Linked DNA regions of Mus musculus: all the other regions are linked to region 1. The links are chromatin contacts, called in public promoter capture Hi-C maps. All regions are on one chromosome and are shown on one strand. Each heading gives the region's core, a stretch centred on a gene start, on an enhancer-like site or on the middle of the called end of the contact. The rest is flanking DNA. Distances are from core to core; before and after follow the strand shown.

The links. Capture Hi-C pulls out chosen DNA fragments and counts their contacts.
Region 2: a contact with region 1 is called in a promoter capture Hi-C map of adipose tissue. The contact joins two enhancer-like sites. A contact is called at or near these places in 9 of 484 Hi-C or Micro-C datasets (the N1E-115 cell line, cortical neurons, embryonic fibroblasts and 6 more), 3 of 115 datasets of contacts at active chromatin or transcription factors (embryonic fibroblasts, embryonic stem cells and fibro-adipogenic progenitors) and 2 of 9 other capture datasets (adipose tissue and pancreatic islet).
Region 3: a promoter capture Hi-C map of adipose tissue shows a contact between it and region 1. The contact joins two enhancer-like sites. A contact is called at or near these places in 1 of 484 Hi-C or Micro-C datasets (the G1E-ER4 cell line), 4 of 115 datasets of contacts at active chromatin or transcription factors (embryonic stem cells, heart atrium, large pre-B cells and 1 more) and 3 of 9 other capture datasets (adipose tissue, liver and pancreatic islet).
Region 4: a promoter capture Hi-C map of adipose tissue shows a contact between it and region 1. The contact joins two enhancer-like sites. A contact is called at or near these places in 7 of 484 Hi-C or Micro-C datasets (cerebral cortex, embryonic stem cells, muscle stem cells and 3 more), 1 of 115 datasets of contacts at active chromatin or transcription factors (embryonic stem cells) and 4 of 9 other capture datasets (adipose tissue, embryonic stem cells, liver and 1 more).

What each region holds. Positions count from the first base shown.
Region 1 is chr1:153,240,122-153,242,897 of GRCm38.p6, forward strand. It overlaps Lamc1 (laminin, gamma 1), which reads right to left. Exons shown (of 28, transcript NM_010683.2): 15 at 2,508-2,661; 16 at 1,756-1,898; 17 at 196-374. Among named protein-coding and RNA genes, the nearest start is that of Lamc2, 55 kb to the left of the region's middle. Within about 2 kb of position 1,435, at least 7 of the 459 cell types and tissues checked have an H3K27ac peak or open chromatin away from gene starts, as enhancers often do. A contact at or near this core is called in adipose tissue, where this site is marked.
Region 2 is chr1:153,129,188-153,131,963 of GRCm38.p6, forward strand. Lamc2 (laminin, gamma 2) reads right to left here. Exons shown (of 24, transcript NM_008485.3): 18 at 2,636-2,776; 19 at 1,463-1,612; 20 at 849-963. Among named protein-coding and RNA genes, the nearest start is that of Lamc2, 56 kb to the right of the region's middle. Within about 2 kb of position 1,329, at least 126 of the 459 cell types and tissues checked have an H3K27ac peak or open chromatin away from gene starts, as enhancers often do. A contact at or near this core is called in adipose tissue, where this site is marked.
Region 3 is chr1:153,349,879-153,352,654 of GRCm38.p6, forward strand. No RefSeq gene overlaps it. Among named protein-coding and RNA genes, the nearest start is that of Lamc1, 18 kb to the left of the region's middle. Within about 2 kb of position 1,408, at least 25 of the 459 cell types and tissues checked have an H3K27ac peak or open chromatin away from gene starts, as enhancers often do. A contact at or near this core is called in adipose tissue, where this site is marked.
Region 4 is chr1:153,155,775-153,158,550 of GRCm38.p6, forward strand. The region is part of intron 4 of Lamc2 (laminin, gamma 2); the gene reads right to left. Among named protein-coding and RNA genes, the nearest start is that of Lamc2, 29 kb to the right of the region's middle. Within about 2 kb of position 1,422, at least 7 of the 459 cell types and tissues checked have an H3K27ac peak or open chromatin away from gene starts, as enhancers often do. A contact at or near this core is called in adipose tissue, where this site is marked.

The sequences.
Region 1 (2,776 bases), core at 185-2,684:
ATGTATGCGGTTCTGGCCACTCCCCCCTCACTAGAACATACACCTCTGAGAAGAGAGAGCAAGTTCAAGGTGTCTACCATTTCTTCTCTGGAGCTTAGAGTAGACTTGAGTTTCTACTTCATGTCTGCTGAAGGAATGAGTGAATGAACGAACAAATGAATGAATGAATGAGTGAATGCCCTACTGACAGCTTACCTTATCCTTCACCAGTCGGTAACAAGCCGGACACTCCTGGCAGCCAGGCCAGGACCGATTGTAGAAATAGTTCTCTTCACACTGGTCACAGCGATTGCCCACAAAGCCTTCCCTGCATTCACAACGGCCGTCCTCTTTACACTGGAGTGAAAGGGATCCTTCATGGTGACAGTCACAAGCTAAGGAATGAGGAGACAATTCCCATTTTAACTCGGACTGACTGTACCATCATCATGTGTACTTATGAAAAATTCACTTATGAGACTTTTAAATAGCTAAGTCCATGTAGCAGGCAAGATAGACATTTTAAAAGGAAAACTAGGTTGTGAAGTAATATGGGCAGCATGTGGCATGTGTGCATACATGTGCATGTATATGCTTACAAAGGTCAGAGGTCAACACTGGGTATCTGTTCATCTCTACCACCGTTTACCTAATTTCTGTTGTTTATTTTTGTGTGTGTGTATTTTTGAGACAGAGTCTCATTATGCAGCCCTGGTTGGCCTGGAACTCACTATGGAGACCGGGATGGCTTCAAACTCACAAGAGCTCTGCCTACCTTTACCTGGAATTAGGTCCAGGTCTCTAAAGAGCTGCTGTGTCAGCATTAAAGGTGTGTGCCACTGTGCCTAGATCTCCCTTATATTTTGAGACTTGCATCTCAACCCGAGCTGCTGGCCAGTGAGCTCCAGGGATCTACCTGCCTCGGCCTCGTTACAGATACACACCTGCCTTTTTATATGGGTGCTGGGGATCTGAACTCAGGCTCTCCTGCTCGAATGGCAAGCACTTTATCAACTGAGTCACCTCAGCAATCCCTTGGGGCACATGACCTCAATGTGGTATAAAAATTACACGAATGTCAGGCATGGTAGAGAATATGTCTCTGGGAGGTAGAGGAAGGGGAAGTGAGGTCAGCCTGAGCTACACAGAGAACACACACAGTATATTAAATGATGTAGCGCTCTTTCTCATATGCTTCTGGGACTCCTCTCTACTTTCATCTTTAAATTTCTCTAAGAAATAAGAAAACCCAAATGCTAACCTAACACTTCCTGCGCTTCTTTACAGTTTGTTTTCTCTTTGGAATTTCTACATTCCACACAAGAAATGAAGGAATTCAGAAAGCAAAAAAATCCAAACTGTTCTGATTTCCAGGCAAGTGTTTATGCCAAGGAGAAGCAGATGTTTATATGCAACCAAACCAAATGGGCTCCAAGGGTGGAGCCGAAGCAAGCCAATAGCGGCCGAGCAGAGCCACGGCTGCTTCTTTATCTGCAGAGCCGAGGTAGTCAGGAAGCCTTAATAAGCAGAGTGGACACGCTCAGTGCTTCAGGGGGGATTTTTTTTTCTTTAGAAAACAAAATTACAAGGAGAAATAAGTATAAAAAAACTAGAAAAGGAGACATCAACAGGGTGGTACCAGAGGAACCAAAGGCCCTCGATCTCCAGAGTTTTCTGATAGTCACAGGAGGTTTCTTTCGTGGCCACAGAGGCTATCAGGCCTGTAACGCACTAACTGGCATGGGAGACACTGCACTGCAAGTCACCATGTCTTACGTTTGCAGCCTTCAGGTCCAAACCCAAAGTGGTTGGTCTCACAGCGCTCACAGTGCTGGCCGGTGATGCCAGGCTGGCACTCACACTGCCCGGTGCGGATGTCACACTGCCCATTGGTGGAACCCAAAGCATGGCAGTCACACCTGAGGAGAAGCACAAGATGTTTCTAGGGTAGGAGGGGCAGAGAGTGGGCAACATTCTCATCTGGAAGACAGCACGCTAAGGACGACTCATCAGAATGTTAGGGGTTGTTCCCTTAGGTCCACACTAAACCCTACTGACAGAGAACTGGACAGACTCCCAGGCTGCAGCCCTGATGAGTCTGTCTCAGAAGAAACCTTGCAATCTGCATTTTGAAATGTCTGAGGGCTGGAGAGATGGCTCAGCAGTTAAGAGCACTGACTGCTCCTCCAGAGGTCCTGAGTTCAATTCCCAGCAACCCCATGGTGGCTCACAACCATCTGTAATAGGATGGGATGCCCTCTTCTGGTGTGTCTGAAGACAGCTACATTGTATTCACATAAATAAAATAAATAAATCTTAAAAAAAAAAAAAGAATTAGTGTCTGACACATCAGAACTGCCACTATGCTATCTATCCCTTCTGTCCCCTATTTACACAGCGCCTTTCCTGCATAAGACACTGGAAACAATTCCTAAGCAACCTCAAGCCAGCTGCTTAGAGTAGCTTGGAAAGATGTACTTCTTAAGACAAAGACAACAAGGATCACTTTACACAGACTCAAGTCTCACCTCTCGCAGCCTTGCCCGCTCTGCAGGTTGTAGTAGCCAGGGTCACAAGTACCGCAGTCGCGGCCAGACACATGAGGCAGACACTGGCACTGTCCGGTCACCGGGTTACAGCTGCTCTGTTGCTGCACTGTCCCGTAGGGATTGCAGGCGCAGGCTAGGGTGGGGAGACAGAGAAAGCAACAGATGCAAATCTCCAGGGAGAGCAGTAAAACCTAAGGCACTGGACCAGGTTCTCTAGGCCTGTGTTGTCTCACACAGAAGCCGATACG
Region 2 (2,776 bases), core at 79-2,578, 110 kb before region 1:
AAAAAAAATTGCCACAGAGACAACTGAATGAGAGTGCCTGGTGTTCTGAGGAAAAATTCCTGAAAGGGACCGATTACTAGCTAGGGGTGAGATGCTGCAGCTGGGATTAGCCTTTCTTTCCCAAGAGAAAAAAATCTCAAAGGAGCCACTGAGGGAGCTGTCAGCTTGCCCTAGGTCCCCACCACTGCAAGGATATCAACATCCAAAGTAGACAAAGAACAGGTGACTCTCTTTAAAGACTGAAGATTTAAGTCCAAGCCTGAAGCCAAAGAGCAGAGTTGGGGTGTAGTCACAGAGAGTTGGGTGTGGTTGCAGAGTTGGGGTGTGGTTGCAGTAGGTATAGAGGAACTTTCTATGAAGAGAATCCTAAGTCTTTAGAAATGATTCCCTTTTGTTTGCTAGTGAATAATGCTGACTTTTAAACCAAGTATCTTCAAGATACACCTCAGACTCCCTGGGAGTCACAAGTCATTACCTCAGAGAAGGCATATTGGAAGCAACCAAGCCACCCAAGGAAAGGAGACTATCAACACAGTTGTGACATACTGGGTATGAAGGACCCTAGAGATCGCCTGGTCCCCTTAAGTAGGACACAGGGATCTAGAAAGGTCACGCAGAGAGCTTGAGCTGGTCCTAGGGTCCAGTGAGGATCAGAACTCAGGACTCCTAGCACTTAGGTGGAATGACTTCCACCACCTAGGTCAAGTACTAATGAGATCATCATTACCTTAGTAAGATAGTGACTAAGCATCTATTAATAACCCAAATACACCCACCATTTAAGGAGGCAAAGGAGCATTTAGATGAATCGTGACTGTCCCTTTAAATCTGGATCACACAGCACTAACCTCGGAGGTTCTTCAGGATGTTCTCAACTTCATAAAAAGTGGCATTGCCCATACTTAGCGCTTCTTGGGCTCTGTTTTTAGCAAGGTTGGCACGGGAAAGCAGCTGATCTGAAGTCTGTAAATAGAACAAGATCAGAATGAGTGCATTCCTGCTAGCAAAATCACCCTGACACAACTTTTCCGTGACACCAGAGTGCTGTGCTGTGACTCACCGCAGTCTAGGGGTGCTGGAGCAGAGCCCTCTAGTATCTGATCAGGAACAAACTTTGTAATATATGTCTTTTAGAGGAAAGTCTACAACTCTTTCCACCCTAAGGGGCAGGAATAGTTTTGCAAATCACAATCTTAAACACTAGCTAGTTCCTGAATCTAAGATAGACAGACTTGGACTAAAATGAGACCTACAAGACCTGGGTTCTCTTCCTAGGTTCAAATGCTGACTCAATGGGTGGGGTTAATTCCATCAAAATTCCAGTCTTGGTTACTCCCTCTGTAACCAGTGGCATCATGACCTTTGGAGGGTTTATGGTTGTGGCTCTGGCTATTTCCACCCATACAGTCGGCATTCAGTGCGTGCTTGCTTATTGGCTGAGCGAGCGGTTGACAGAAGGTACCTGTCTCCTATCCTTTCCAGTCTGTAAAAGCTGCCGTGTTTCTTTTTCCCAGTTCCCCAGATTGTTTCGCACACGCGTGAATGCATCCGTTTGTCTGGTCACCAGGTTTGAGAGAGAATCAGCCTTTTGTCTGATCCTCTTTGCTTCCACCTGTGGACACAAAGTTACAAATGAGTGTGACTGTCTGCTCACACGTCACCACACCTGCTTCAGGACCTACTGTCACCATTTGAAAATACTGGCAGCCTTAAGAAGCCAAGAAAGCAGACACTGGCCCTAACGTCCCAAAGCCTACCAGAAATGAGACAGGGTACCAAGGAAAGATAGGCAGTACAACTCCCAAGAATACAGTAAACTCTGCCTCTGGTCTTTTTTAAAAAAGTTGTTAAAAACAATTGCTTTATCTATTCACAGAACATATCTCTATGGAGATCACTGTGAGTGTCTTTAGCTGTTGGGTATGCAGGTAAACTTAATCCAATAAGGTTGTAATAGCTAGGGAGATTGATGGCAGAAAAAAAAAAGCAAGCTTTTTGATAGCAAAAGTCTTCTTCTTAGCAGTATCAAATGGATGTATCGAACTCCATTAAAATTCAATTTGAGGGTCTCAAAAAAAAAAAGAACTGGGGAGGAGGCATAAAACTTTCCTTGACTAAGGGGTTCAAGATTAAACATGCAAGTCATTTTCCCTTTCAGAGTCTAGACAACAGATGACAGGAAGCAACTGTCTCTTCCTAACACCAAGCCCAAAGTCCATGCTAGGTTTTAAACACGGGCTATCAGCCATGTGCTAATACGTGTTCATCTGGTTGACATGGGTGCTGGGGTATGTGTGTGTGTGTGTGATGGGAAGCCTTTGTGGGGTGTAGGAGGCCTCTAGACCATGTGAGCTCTAAAGACATTGTGCACACTTGCCGATCATTTCCTCTGTCCTCCTGAGACTCTGCTGCCCTTAGCAGGACAGAACCAACGCAGGTACTGTGCCTTTAACCGTCTGAAACACTAAAGAGAAGAACCTCTTTCCCCTAATAAGTAATGAGCAATGTGACACTGCCTGACACAGCCATTGTGAAGAAGAAGCTGTAAAGTTGAACAATCTTCTGCGATCTATAGAGAAGAAAGTCTCTGTGTCCATTTGTCCGGGTGGCATGCACACAGGATCAGAGGCCTCACCTGAAAGGACAGATCACTGACTCCCTGAAGCTGAGAGGCAGAATCCAGGAGGCGGAGACTGTGCTGATACGACCTATCAGCTTCAATGTCGGCTTGGGTGCCCTCCCTTGACAGCTGCTGGCTCAGGGACTTGGTTTTCTC
Region 3 (2,776 bases), core at 158-2,657, 110 kb after region 1:
CACACACACACACACACACACACACACATTCACATTCATACAGATACTACACAGACAGTTACACACACATGCACACTCATTAGTGCACGCACACACATTCATATACACACACATATTCATAATACACTGCACAGACACACACACTCATATATACACTACACAGACATACATACACACAATTCATATATACACGACACAGACATACACAAACACATTCACACACATATTCATATATATACTATACATACACATACACTCACATTCATGTATATATACACAGATATACACACACACACATACAACACACACACACACAACTTTTGAAAGGGCTCAGTAGGTAAGGCACATGCTGCCAAGCCTGACAACCTAAGTTCAGCCCCCAGAGCCCACAAGGAGAGACCTGACCCTCAAAGCTGTCTTATGCCTCCACACAAGCACCATGACACTTGTGTGCTCTTACATACATACAAAATAAATAAGTGTAATTTTTAATTATAGAAAGGAGAGGCTCTAGCTCAGTGCCTGCCTAGAATACACAAGTTCCTGTGTTCAATACCCATTACTGAACAAAAATGTTTTTAAAGATTCCTTTATCTTTATTGTATGTGTATGGGTATATGTCTGTGTATCACATACATGCCTGCTTTCCGGAGACCAGAAGAGGGTGTCAGATGCCCCTGGAACTAAAGTTAAAGAGAGTTCTGAGCTGCCATGTGAGTGCTGGGACTTGAACCCAGGCTCCTCTGCAAGAGCAATCAGTGCTCATAACCACTGAGCCATCTCTCCAGCTTCAAAAAAAAATGGTTTTGAGGGGAGAGAATCCAAATGTAAGAAGCATGATAAACTATGACAAACTAAAGATATAAGGAGCAACAAGTACCTCCTAGGTGCTTCTTGGCTTAAGTAAGAGAACAATAAGAAAAGTATTTCTAGCTTCTGGTAGGGGTGGCTGGTTAGGGGGTGACAGTCACTGAAGTAGGGAACACAACAGCTGGAAACTAAATCTAAGTTCAATTTTTAACAAGTTCAGCTTGATCATAACATCGTGTTAGATGCAAAATAATACATAGTATCTAAACTTGAAATTTCTAGTAATTTTGTGGGAGACAAATAATCCATTAGAATTCAATGTAACAAGAAGCTAAATACAGCTATGTAACGAATGGAGTTAGACTCATTAAAGTCATACCCCTGTAGCAGATAAACTCCAAAGTGTCTTAAGCAACACAAGTTCGTCCAGAGCAACAAGGTTCAGAGAACTCTTCAAAGCCATTCCAGAAATGTGGTATGTTTAGACCATTTCATCACAAGTCGTTCCTGGCTGCCAACAGAAGACAGAGTTGGGTCATACAGTGACTCAAGGGGTTTGGAATTAGCTCTTTGACCAGAAGTCACATGGTTCCATCTGATTGGGAAACACGATTGCACAACTCAACATATAAATCTCAGTGTTCAAGAGACTGAGGCAGGAGGATCTTGAGTTTGTGGACAACTTGGGCCAGAGATGTGGGAGGAGAATTGGTTACTTTCCTGTTATCATGATCATAACTGAGGGAACTTATAACAGAGAGCTTACTTGGGCTTACAGTTGCAGAGGGAGAAGAAAGAGTCTGTCCTGGTAGGGAGGAATCCAGCAAGATGCTATCAGGCTTAGGAAGCTGAGAGGGCATATCTTCATGTACTAGCACTAAGCAGAGAGAATGAACCAGAAGTGGGGGAAAGCTATATAATCTCAAAGCTCTCTCCAGGTGATGTACTTCCTCCAGCAAGGCTGAGCCACATAAACCTCCCTAAACAGCTCTACCAACCTGGAACTGAGTGTTCAAATACCCGATGCTATGAGGATGTCTTAGTTAGGGTTACTAGTGCTGTGATGAAACACCATGACCAAAGCAACTTGAGGAGAAAGGAATTCATTCAGCTTATGATTCCACATCACAGTTCATCATCAAAGGAAGTCAGGACAGGAACTCAAGCAGGGCAGGAACCTGGAGGCAGGAACTGATGCAGAAGCCACGGAGGGATGCTGCTTACTGGCTTGCTTCCATGACTTGCTCAGTCTGGTTTCTTATGGAACCCAGCCCAGGGAAAGTCTCACCCACAATGGACTGGGCTCTCCTACATTGATCACTAAATAAGAAAATGCCTTACAGCCCGACCATATGGAGGCCTTTCCTCACTTTGAGGCTTCCTCCTTTCAGATAATTCTAGCTTATGTCAAGCTGACAAGACAGGGGAATATTATTCATTCAAACCACCACAGGGAGTTTGTTGACACCATTGGAGTGATTATTTAATTATATGGGGACTTCCTTCACCAAGTAGCCATACTTGTGCTGGAATTTGAAAGTACCTTAGAAGTTATCCATTGAAGAAAGCAGATGCAAGTCCCTCTGGAGAAATATCATGAGAAGAGACACTAAAAAATAAAAACCTAGAGAGACTGCAGATGTCTAGGGAATGGCGAAAAGAAATTGGCAGTTACAGGAGAGAATTTTCAAGGAAGTAGAATAAAATAAGATTATGAACTGGGCACCTGGGAGGCTGAGACTCAAGTCTGAGGCTAGCCTGGGCTACATAGTAAGATCCAGGTCAGCCTGACCTATTAGAAGACTCTGCTCCAAAAACAGTTCCTGAGCTGGCCAGCCTTTTGTTCCAGCACTCAGGAAGTAGAGGCAGGTAGGTCTCTGTGAGTCTAAGGATAGCCTGGTCTACATACCAGGGCTGCATAGGGATACCTGTTTAAAAACAAAACAAAACAACACAACAACAACAA
Region 4 (2,776 bases), core at 172-2,671, 84 kb before region 1:
ACCAGGCTCACATCCTGAATCCCTTTCCAATCTTGGTCTTCCCACTCCTCCACAGTGTATCCAAATCAACCAGCAAATGCATTCTCAGGGCTAAGAACCAGGGACTCGACAAGAAATAGGAACCATCCCTGATTCTTGGGGTTTCAAGGTGGGGAACAGCAACAGCAGTGATGTATAATGGCAGCCATGCTGGAACACCCCCATGGTGCCTCTTTCCCTTCCTCGACTTCAGGCACTGAACCCAGCCATGAACAAGACAAAGTTCTGGTGAGAGGAAAATCCAAATGCTGATAGCAAATGTGAGAGCCAAAATAAAAGTAGACTCATATATGCACAGTGGGGGAAATAAGGGGGGGCCCTGGAGGAGATGATGGGACACGTGGTGCTCCCTCGAGTGCTTCATAGCTTTGTAGGAAAAGGGATGAACACAACACATACTGCTCCTTCGAAGCAGGGGTTGTGGCTAGAGTGTGGGAACCAGGAAAACAACGAGAAAGTGATCTAAAAGGCCAGAGAAGGATAGAAGAGAGTAATCTATGCAAAGGCCCAGAAGAAAGAAAGTCTAGACAATGGCTAGGGTAGTGCCAGTAAGGCCAGGAAGATGTGCCTGTCTGGGCAAAGGACTGTAAATAGGAGTGTCAGGGAAGTGACATTATCAAGCCTAGTCTATTTTCATTTAATTTTTGTCTGGAGTATAAAGAACTCTGTAGCTACTAGGTATTATAGCTAATTAGCATATGTTTCCTTTCCATGAATCCACAGCTTAGCATCACCTAGGTTTGAAGGCTGCAATCCAATGGTCTGTATTCAGTCAGAACTAACATTTTCTACTGCTGCAAACTGCCGGTCAGGGGCATGCATTTCTGGTTATTCGTGCTGAACCCAGAATCAGACTTCAGGAACCAAACAGAACCAAGTGGACTTGTGGATAGAGATGCCCCATCTTTTTCTACTATCCATGTCCCCAAACCAGGATCCTCATGATGAAGGCCAAACCAGAGGGAGGAGAAACAGGACATTTTAAACTGACTTGTTGAAACTCCTACTTTATAACTCCAGTTCTGTGGAGACGGAGGCAGGAGAACATTTGAGGCTAGCCTGAGCTACATAACAAGGCCTTGTCTCAAAACCAAAACAATAAAGCACACAATAATACTAAACAAAAACAAAAAAAGCAAAACAAACAAACAAAAAAATCAGGGAGAAAGGAGGAGAATAGAAAGGCAGAGGGGGAAGGAGGCTTATACTGAAGTCATTCACCAAACCATACATGTTCCTAGCACACTGTTTTTCTACTACAAAAGCGAAATGATGCATAAAACATTAACAGTGTCAAACCAGGAAAGGTCTTGGGGGGACGGTCCTTGAGACAAGTGGCCCAGACAGCTGCCTAAACTCATCAACAATATTTCAATACCAGCAAACAGCCAAAAAGCCACTGGCCAGAATTCTATCTGGACTTTGCTCCTGGCTAGCATGCCAAGTTATTACTAAGTCAAGCTTGTTTTGCCTGTCATGTAGTATAACAATTGTTGGAAGGACAAGTTTTGCAAAAGAGTTTATTCAGGATGTAGCCACAGGTGGAAATGAGTTTGGAGCTATTCATGGGCTGATGTATGGGGACAGGTGGCTGGAAGTCAGTCAGCCGTCTGAACGTGTGCAGCCGCTGCCCTCAAGACCCTCACTGCAGAGGTGTTATCTATTCCTCCAAGACAGATGCTGCTCAGAAGCAACTTAGGCAAGTAACTAGGAGCAGTGAAGTCTAGAAGAGCAATAATTAAGAGCAAGCTAAACTTAGAAAATGAGTAAAAGCTGGCTAAGTCTTGAAAAGTAGTAACTAAGCAGGTTAAGTCTAGAAAAGCAACAGCTGGGGTCTTGCTAGGTCAAGAAAAGTAACGAGAGCAGGTTAAGTCTAGGGTCCATCATTACCAGAAACATTGGGCAGGCTGCTGATGTCAGCAGATGAAGCAGTTTAAGCCCAGAGGGTTTAGTTAGCTTTTCCCTTGCTCTCAAAAATTCCTCTGCCAATTTTCTTTCTGGCAAATTATTCACCACCAGACTCCCCCTGCTACCTCTAAGCTCTGTACCTCTGTGATTGCTGTGTGATAGGCAGCGTACATTGAAGGAAGACAGTCTGAGTCCTCCTTCAATAAAAGAATCTGAGGGTGGAAAGCAGGTGTTTCAAACAAAAGGAGCCAGCAATTGGGCAGAGAAAAAGTCTTCTACACAAAGTTTGCTGAGGTCCAGTGGGTCCCTGGTTGGAATGGGGGAGAAGCCTCTGTGTCCCTCTTGGTTCCCCAAGGAAAGCCAAATGCATGCATCCAGGTGCCGAATCTCTGGGTCTCCAAACGGGCTCTATCATTACCAGTAGCATTGGGCATTTGAATTTTTCATGGTTTAAGTATCTTCTTATTAAAATGAGTGTAATGATAATCCCAGTTGTATATAGTATTTGTATAATGATAAAATTAAACAGCCCCACATGAAGAAGTCACAAAAGTATATGTGGGTGTCATTATTCCCTTGGTAATAGCAATGGTGGAGTAAGGATGCTATGACAATTAATCTTGGTTGTCAACTTACACCCGGGAAGAGGGAACTACCTCCATGAGAATAGCTTGTGGGCAAGCCTATGGGGTATTTTCTTGACATGTAACTGGTATAAGAGAGCCTGGCCCACAGTAGGCAACACCATTCCTAGGCAGGTGGGTTTGGGCTGTATGAGAAAGGTAGCTGGGGCTGGAGAGATGGCTCAGAGGTTAAGAGCACTGACTGC